Regions from separate parts of the Sus scrofa genome. Here regions 2 and 3 are each linked to region 1. Evidence: chromatin contacts called from public Hi-C and HiChIP or PLAC-seq data. All regions are on one chromosome and are shown on one strand. Each heading gives the region's core, a stretch centred on a gene start, on an enhancer-like site or on the middle of the called end of the contact. The rest is flanking DNA. Distances are from core to core; before and after follow the strand shown. Region 1 holds the start of UPK1A (uroplakin 1A). Region 2 holds the start of LRFN3 (leucine-rich repeat and fibronectin type-III domain-containing protein 3). Region 3 holds the start of TYROBP (TYRO protein tyrosine kinase binding protein).

What was found. A called contact is a pair of places that touch in the nucleus more often than the background predicts. HiChIP or PLAC-seq counts read pairs in DNA pulled down with a chosen protein or histone mark.
Region 2: a contact with region 1 is called in a Hi-C map of alveolar macrophages, with 1.9 times the contacts expected there. The contact joins the promoter of LRFN3 here to the promoter of UPK1A in region 1. A contact is called at or near these places in 7 of 47 Hi-C or Micro-C datasets (alveolar macrophages, embryonic fibroblasts, heart right ventricle and 3 more).
Region 3: an H3K27ac HiChIP or PLAC-seq map of alveolar macrophages shows a contact between it and region 1. The contact joins the promoter of TYROBP here to the promoter of UPK1A in region 1. A contact is called at or near these places in 1 of 5 promoter capture datasets (fetal skeletal muscle), 1 of 47 Hi-C or Micro-C datasets (epiblast stem cells) and 1 of 2 datasets of contacts at active chromatin or transcription factors (alveolar macrophages).

The regions. Positions count from the first base shown.
Region 1 is chr6:45,103,842-45,106,389 of Sscrofa11.1, reverse strand. UPK1A (uroplakin 1A) reads right to left here and starts at 1,272. Exons shown (of 7, transcript NM_001123211.1): 1 at 1,192-1,272. The coding sequence starts at 1,272.
Region 2 is chr6:45,342,575-45,345,122 of Sscrofa11.1, reverse strand. It overlaps LRFN3 (leucine-rich repeat and fibronectin type-III domain-containing protein 3), which reads right to left and starts at 1,277. Exons shown (of 4, transcript XM_003481830.4): 1 at 206-1,277.
Region 3 is chr6:45,311,220-45,313,767 of Sscrofa11.1, reverse strand. TYROBP (TYRO protein tyrosine kinase binding protein) reads left to right here and starts at 1,282. Exons shown (of 5, transcript NM_214202.1): 1 at 1,282-1,358; 2 at 1,734-1,760; 3 at 1,909-2,043; 4 at 2,224-2,267. The coding sequence starts at 1,304.

The DNA of each region.
Region 1 (2,548 bases), core at 23-2,522:
GACCTGGTGCTGTCACTTTTGTGGCTCAGGTTCAGTCCCTGACCCGGGAACTTCTGCATGCCACCAGTGTGGCATATATATATATATATATGGCATATATATATATAAAATGAGAAACTAAAAATCTGGCTACCTATAGTGATGGAGAACAAGGTGAGAAGGTGAGAGGAAGACCTCAGCGGATACCTTTGCCAAAAATCAGACTACCAGTCATAGAGTACTTACTGTCTGCCAGTCATTGGTCCTTGAAACTGCTTTCTGTGCACTAACCACTGTTGTTACCAGCTGTCCTGACTAGTGCTGTGGCCACTGCAGAGAGCAACCATGTGTGCCAAACTCTGGCCAAAGCACAAATCCACTAACTCATTTTCTCCTCTCAGCACGCCTACTGTATCTCCATCTTACAGATGAGGACACTGAGGCTCCAGGTCCTACAATAGAAGGTGACAAAGCTGAGATTTGAACCCAGGTTTTCTGGCTCCGGAGCCAGGTACAAGAATCACATACTTGGAGTTCCCATCGTGGCTCAGCGGTTAACGAATCCAACTAGGAACCATGAGGTTGCGGGTTCCATCCCTGGCCTTGCTCAGTGGGTGAAGGATCCGGCATTGTGGTGAGCTGTGGTGTAGGTCGAAGACGCAGCTCGGATCCTGCGTTGCTGTGGCTGTGGCATAGGCTGGTGGCTACGGCTCCGATTAGACCCCTAGCCTGGGAATCTCCATATGCCACGGGAGCGGCCCAAGAAAATGGCAAAAAGACCAAAAAAGAAAAAGAAAAAAAAAAAAAAAAGACAAAAAGAATCACAAAATTAAAAGGCATTGTTATTATTCATTACTGTGGGCCCCCTGTGTGCCAAGCAGGCATGTCAGGTCCAGATCACACTCATGATGATATCTGGCCCTTGTCAAGCACTTTTTCGGAGCTGAGGGTCATACGTGGACTAATCCACACAACAATGCCCAGAGTGAGTACATGATAGATGGGGAAATAGGCAGAGAGAAGTCAGATCACTTGCTCAAGATCACACCGCTGGGGAGAGGAATAGCTGGGATTTTCTGACCTGAGAGCCAGATGGCATTGGCCATCGGGGGAATCCTGGGCCCCCAGCCACCCGACTCCCAGCCTCAGGACCACCCCCTCCTTCTCACCCTCACAGTGGGCTCCCGGCAAAGGTGTGGGGGGGTGTCTCACCAGAATAATGATGTTGCCCACGACCAGCAGACCCACCACAACCGGAGACCCCTTCTCCCCCTCTGCTGCCGCAGAAGCCATCGTCCTGCCTGGGACACCGGAGCAGGGGTGAGGTCAGGGAGAGGCCAAGAAGGGAGGGAGGGCCCAGCCGGACCCACTGCTCCCCTTCCGTATCCCAGCTAACAGGGGCTGCTCTCAGCTTTCTGCTGGGCCCAGGCTGGTAGCCAGTGTGCCCAGCCTCCCGCAACGCTGACAGTGGGCCATTTTACAGAAGAGGAAACAGAGGCTCAGGTGGAGCAGTCACCAGCCAGAGCTCAGGGCTGGCCTTCCCTGAGCCTCAGACCCCCTCAACTCCCCATGCCCATGCAGAGTGCCAGCACCCCTTCCTCACCTTCTCCGCCAGGAGCCTCTCTGGGTGGCCCCTCCCACAGTGGCTCCCTATATATGCCCAGGCCCCTCCTTGGGCCAGTTTCCTGGAAGCGAGGAGGGGGTCCTGACCAGGGGATGAGAGGAGAGCGGGCTGACCAGTAGAGAACAGCTTTATGAGGCACCCTCTCCCTGCAAGTGATTTATAGACCTGAAATTCCAGATTGTGCTATCTATTTGGCAGGGTGAAGTGCAGTGACCTCTGGTCCCCAGTCTGTCAGGGTGGAGGGGGCGGTGTAGGAGGGTGAATGTCCCGGTTTCCCCTCCCCCTCCCCCCCACCAGTGTCTCTCCTTAGGACTAGAGCCTTCCTGGAGGGCGAGGAGAGATCGAAGTCAAACCCACACTTGACTCCTGAAGCCTAGAACTGCCTCCTTGGCTGGGGGATCTAGCCTCTCCAAGACCGGGAGGCCAGCAGAGGAGGGCGGCTGGAGGAGGCAGGGATTTGGGGGAGGGAGGCATGTGGGACGGATGCTTGGAATGTTGATGCTCGGGCTCTGGGTTGAGGAGGAGAATGGAAGTAGGGGGCTGTGTGAGAGAATTTTGAGAAGAGTTCAAGGAGCAAAGGGTGGGGGCGGGGGAGTGTGCTAGAAAAAGGGACTGAACGGGCCTGGTGGGAGAAAAGTGCCCCCCACCACCACACACGCGACGCATGGACAAAGCAGGGTCACAGCAAGGAGCTGTGGGTGGGAGTGTCTTCATTCTGTGGAATCAAAGAGGCCTAGGTTCAAATCCCAGTTCCACCTACTCCGTACAGCGGGACCTGGTCTGTGCATTAGCTCATCTGCAGAATGGGTACCATCAGATCATTTTCCAGGTCAGTGGTGGGAACGGAGTGCAGAGACGTCTGCAAAGTATGTCTTCTGGCCGCGGGTGCAGCTCGAGGCTTCACCTCACCAGCTGCGCAGCCAAGAGGCCCAAGGTCCCTCTAAT
Region 2 (2,548 bases), core at 28-2,527, 240 kb before region 1:
GGGCAGGGAGGGGCAGGGCTGGCCAAATGTCCGGAGTGTTCGAGGCAGAGCAGGAGTTGGAGGCAGACCCTTGTGAGTGGATACACCTGCCTCCTGCAGAAACTCCAAAGGGTGCCCAGGGAGACCTGGTCCTCCTCACCTCCACCCCCAGCCACAAAGTTCCTCCCAAGTCCCTCCCCTCCAGAGGGTCTCTCAGTAGCCTTACCTGAGCTGGAAGCTGCCCCAGGGAGCAAAGTCCTCAAGCTCCAAGGGGGTCAGGGGTCAGGGCTCTGGAGGGGGTGCCTGGTCATGCCTTCCTTGTCCCCAAGGCCTCTGTAGAGGGACTATCTGTTGGTGTCTCAGCTCAGACTTGTGGCCACAGTGTCTGCAGACCTTAACGCTTTGAGTCCTAGATCTCCAAATATTGGGCCTCTAAGGGTCCAACCCAGTTTGGGTTGCTCAGTCAGGGTCTCCCAGCTCTGGTCTTGAGAGGCTAAACAGTCATATGCAGAGTTTAAGGTCTGAGTCGCAGGCCCAGTCTTGGAATCTGATACTGGGGTGCTCAGTTGATATTGGGGTGCTGAGTCAAGATTTGCCCCAAATCTCAGCATTCAGGTTTGCAGCAAGGACTTCAGGCCCAAACTCAGCTTTAGGCCCTGTGGAATGCCAGGGTTCAGATCTTGGAATCTGAGGCCTAAATCTCAGGGTTCAGGTTCTAAATAGTGGGTTCCAGGGTATAAGCATGAGAATCCAGTCCCAGATTTCAAGGTCCCAGGCACAGAACTCAGAGTTCAGCTCCAGATTTGGGGTTTGAGATGCCAGATCTTGAGGTTCAAGCTCCAAATCTTGGGGTCCATATTCCAATTCTTGGGGTTCAGGTTCCAAATCAGCCCCAGAGACTGATGCTGGGATTTCAGCCCCAGATATTGATGTTCAGGCTCCAGGTGTTGGGGTTTCAGCCCCAAATCAGGCTCCCAGGCTCGGGTTTCCAGATCTCCGGATCCAATCTCGGGGTGCAGGCCCCCGATTTCACGATGCAGGCCCTGGATCTGAGGCGGCGGCGTCCTGACTTGCTTCCTGGGCTGCAGCGGGGGCTGGCCCAGAGGCAGGGGGGCGGCTGCGGTGGGTGGGGGGGCGGCCAGGCAGCCCCGGGGGCCGGGGTGGGGCGAGGCCCGGCGCAGACAGACGGACAGACGGAGACACGCGGTGTAGGGGCACCGCAGCAGAGGCGGGGGCGCAGGGGGGAGGGGCCGCGCTCAGAGACCCCTCCCCCGCCAGGGCCGGGGCGGGGGCCGGGCGGGGGCCGGGCAGGCGGGCCGGGTCCGGGCGCTCCCGCGGCCTCCTCGCCGGGAACCCAGGGCCGTGCGCGCACCCGCGCTTAAAGGCGCAGGCCCCGCGCGCGCCCGCACTTAAAGGTGTAGGCAGGTCCCCGCTCTCAAAGGCGCGCCCCTGGCCCCACCTCTTATGGAGTCGTCCTAGCTTTGCTTGGGAGACAGAACCCTTGGATAAAGAGAGAGTCAGAGAGATACAGAGACTGAGAGAGACAGACAGACAGAGATAAAGACAGAGACAAAAAATAGGCAGGCTTAGATTGAGGGACAGAGAGTAGAATGAGAGAGGCAGATAGAGAAATAGAAAGATATATTCAAGGAGAGATGGAAATACAAAGACAGGGAGTGACCCGGAACGAAAAAGAGAGACAAGAGACAGTACAAGTTAGAGACAGACAAAGAGACGTAGAAGAAGTCAAAGAGACAAAGTCGCGGGGAGAGAGAGACAGAGACAGACTGAGCTGGGGCACATGTGTGTACATGTGTACCCAGTTCTCAATCACAGCCTTGAATGTGGTTCTCCATCCCAGAGGCACCCCCTCCCGGTCTGTCTCCTTCTGTGCCTCTGTCTCAGCACCACCTCCCAGGATGCCCTTCCCACAGATGGAGTTTCCTTATTGGACCTTGCCCATCATCAAGGCTGATCTTGCAGCCAGAGCAGAGCCTTTGCTCCTTCCCAAGTCTCCTTGCTCTGGCTGCAAGGGGAAAACTTGCCTCCAAGACTTTGTGCCCTCTGGAATTAGAGTTATACCTCAAGGCACACTGGCCAGATAACCCATGGAGAAGAAGATAAGAATTGGGGCAGAGGAGTTCCTGTTGTGGCTCAGGGGTAACAAACCCGACTAGTATCCATGAAGATGTGGGTTCGATCCCTGGCCCTGCTCATTGGGTTAAGGATCTGGTGTTGCTGTGAGCTGCAGTGAGCTACAGTGTATGTTGCTGACGCGGCTCAGGTTTGCTGTTGTTTGGCTGTGGTGTAGGCCGGCAGCTGCAGCTCTGATTTGACCCCTAGCCTGGGTCACTTCCATATGCCGTGGGCGTGGTCCTAAAAAGACAAAAAAAAAAAAAAAAAAAAATTGGACAGAGACAGGGGGCTGACCGAGTTGACCCCGAAAAGTATGTCCACAGCCTTCCCCTCTTCCTAGCTCAGGTCTACTATCCCACAGAGTAGCCTATTAGAATTGTACTAACACATGACTCACCAGGAGTGGTGTCTGCCTGTGCTGATGCTTGGAGGA
Region 3 (2,548 bases), core at 33-2,532, 210 kb before region 1:
GCAGCCCTGTCTCGGCCTGTTCCTCTCCTCTTTCTCTGCCTCGCCTCGGCTCTCTCCTTCCCGATCTTCCCTTTTCCCCTACTCCTTTCCGAGGGTCAAATGTCTGTTTTTAGCTGCTGGGTTCCAGTTCCACCTTTATTTGCTGTGTCACCTTCGGCAAGTATCTTTCTTTCTGTAAAATGGGGGTAAGAGCCTGTGCCTCAGACGGTGCTGTTGGGGGTTAAAAGCCTTAATGCCTGGGACAGAGTGCCTGCACCTCTTTAGCACCTGTATCTCTCTCTCTCTTCTTTTTTGTCTTTATAGGGCCCCACCTACGGCTAGGGGTCAAATTGGAGCTGCAGCTACGGGTCTAAACCACAGCCACGGCAATGTAGGAGCCGAGCTGTGTCTGTGACCTGTGACGCAGCTTGTGGCAACGCTGGAGCCTTTAACCCACTGAACGAGGCGAGGCCAGGGATTGAACACATATCCTCATGGATACTAGACGGGTTCTTAATCTGCTGAGCCACGACAGGAACTCCCTAATGGTTCTCCTTTAATATGCTATGAACATTCCAAATAATTGTAATGGGTGCTTATAAAAAGCTGACAAGGGAGCTCCCTTCGGGGCTCAGCGGTTAACAAACCCAACTAGGATCCACAAGGAATCGGGTTTGATCCCTGGCCTCGCTCAGTGAGTTAAGGATCCAGCATTGCCATGAGCTGTGGTGTAGTTCCAGACTCAGCTCGGATCTGGTGTGCTGTGGTGTAGGCCGGCAGCTGGAGCTTCGATTCAACTTCCATATGCCGCGGGTGCAACCCTAAAAAGCAAAAAAATAAAAATAAAAATGAAGAGCTGACAAGTGTCAGACCCTGTTCTAGAAATATTCATCCATTTGATCCCTACAGCACCCTACAAAGTAGGTACTGCTTTACTTCTCATCTTACAGATGAGGAAACTGAGGCCCAGAGGGGTTGAGTGACGGATTCAAGGTCGTCCAGCCCGGAAGAGGCAGCGATAGCCTCAGTCAGAGTCAGCCATCGAGGCTCCTGGTACAGTGATGTCTGAGCCTTGTTTGGGGATGGAGCTCAAGTTGACCCACGCACCTTTGACCTTTCATTCCAGCTGTTAGCGGCTGCAGCACGGCCTCTGGGGTGTCCGGGCCTGATTCTTTGTGGTATTATATGTCTCTGTTCCTCCTCCCCCATTGTCCCCTCCTCCCTTCTGCCACCGCCCACCTCAGACTTCCTCCTTTACTTGGTTGGACACTACGCCACATCCCACTGGCCTTGGACTGTGGTGTCCAGCAGCGTCATCTGCATCATGGGGCGCCTCGGACCCTCCAATGGACTCCTGCCTCTCCTCCTGGCTGTGGGTGGTGAGTTGGGGGCCTCTGACGCTCCCGGGCTCAGCTTGGGGCAGGACAGGGAACAGGGTGGGAAGAGAAAAGCAAAGGGGTGGGGAGCGGGGTGGACCCAGCAGATTCCCCAGCCCCCCACACCCTATGGGTCTCTCTCAGAGCCTGCGCCCCTGAGATTGGGCCTCTGGCAGAAGCAGAGGGAGGGCACTCTAAGATGTTGCAACAGGAAAAGCCGATGTAGAAGTAACACAGTCCAGCGGCTTGGATGCTGGCCCACAGGTCCCACCGGACCTTGCTGTCCACCCTTGCCTCCTGGCTGTCAGGAACCCCCCTCCCCCAGCCTCTATGCCCACCAGCCCTGTGTCTCAGTTTACCTTCTTTTTCTCTCCTCAGGTTTCAGCCTTGTCCAGGCCCAGAGAGGTAGGCCAGTCCCCCCTCCCGACCCCCCCCCCCGCCCGAGACCACCCCATCTCTGTCCCTTCCCCAGTCTCCCCCTGATGACTGACACCTCCTCCCAATGCCCTACTCCCACGGACCTCCCCTCACCCCCATGCCCCATCCATTCCAGAATGCAGCTGCTCCGCCGTGAGCCCCGGCATCCTGGCGGGGATCGTGCTGGGGGATCTGGTGCTGACCCTCCTCATCGCCCTGGCTGTGTACTCCCTGGGTCGGCTGGTCCCTCGGACACGTGGGGCCGTGGACGGTGAGTGGGGCCGCCAGAGGATGGCCTGGGACCCTCTGAGGACCTGCCTGGTGGGGAGGGGGTATGGCTCCCGAGTCACAAGCATCCAAGGGGGGTGATGGAGGGGCTGGTTCTGTCACAATGTGGTGCTCCTGATTCTCACCCTGTGTCTGCACTCTGCTGCTCCCCACCCCTAAGCAGTGACCCGGAAACAACACATCGCTGAGACAGAGTCTGCTTATCAGGTGAGGAAACCAGCTTCTCTTTCTCATAGCTCACTCCTCTCCTGGGGGTGTCCATCTGGAGTACCCCTCCCCCAGGCCCTGCAGAACCTAGACCCGAAAGCCCCTTTCGCAGCACCCCTTAAATGCTTGAAGACCAAGCATCCAGAATGCTTTCAGTGATCGTTCATGACCTTATGCTCGGCTTACAATGTGTGGAGGGGACATACAGGAATGGTTGGCCTCAGTCCGAAGGCAGGCTCTGAATTGTTCTGGAAAAGCCCAGCCCAGGACAGGCTGATGTC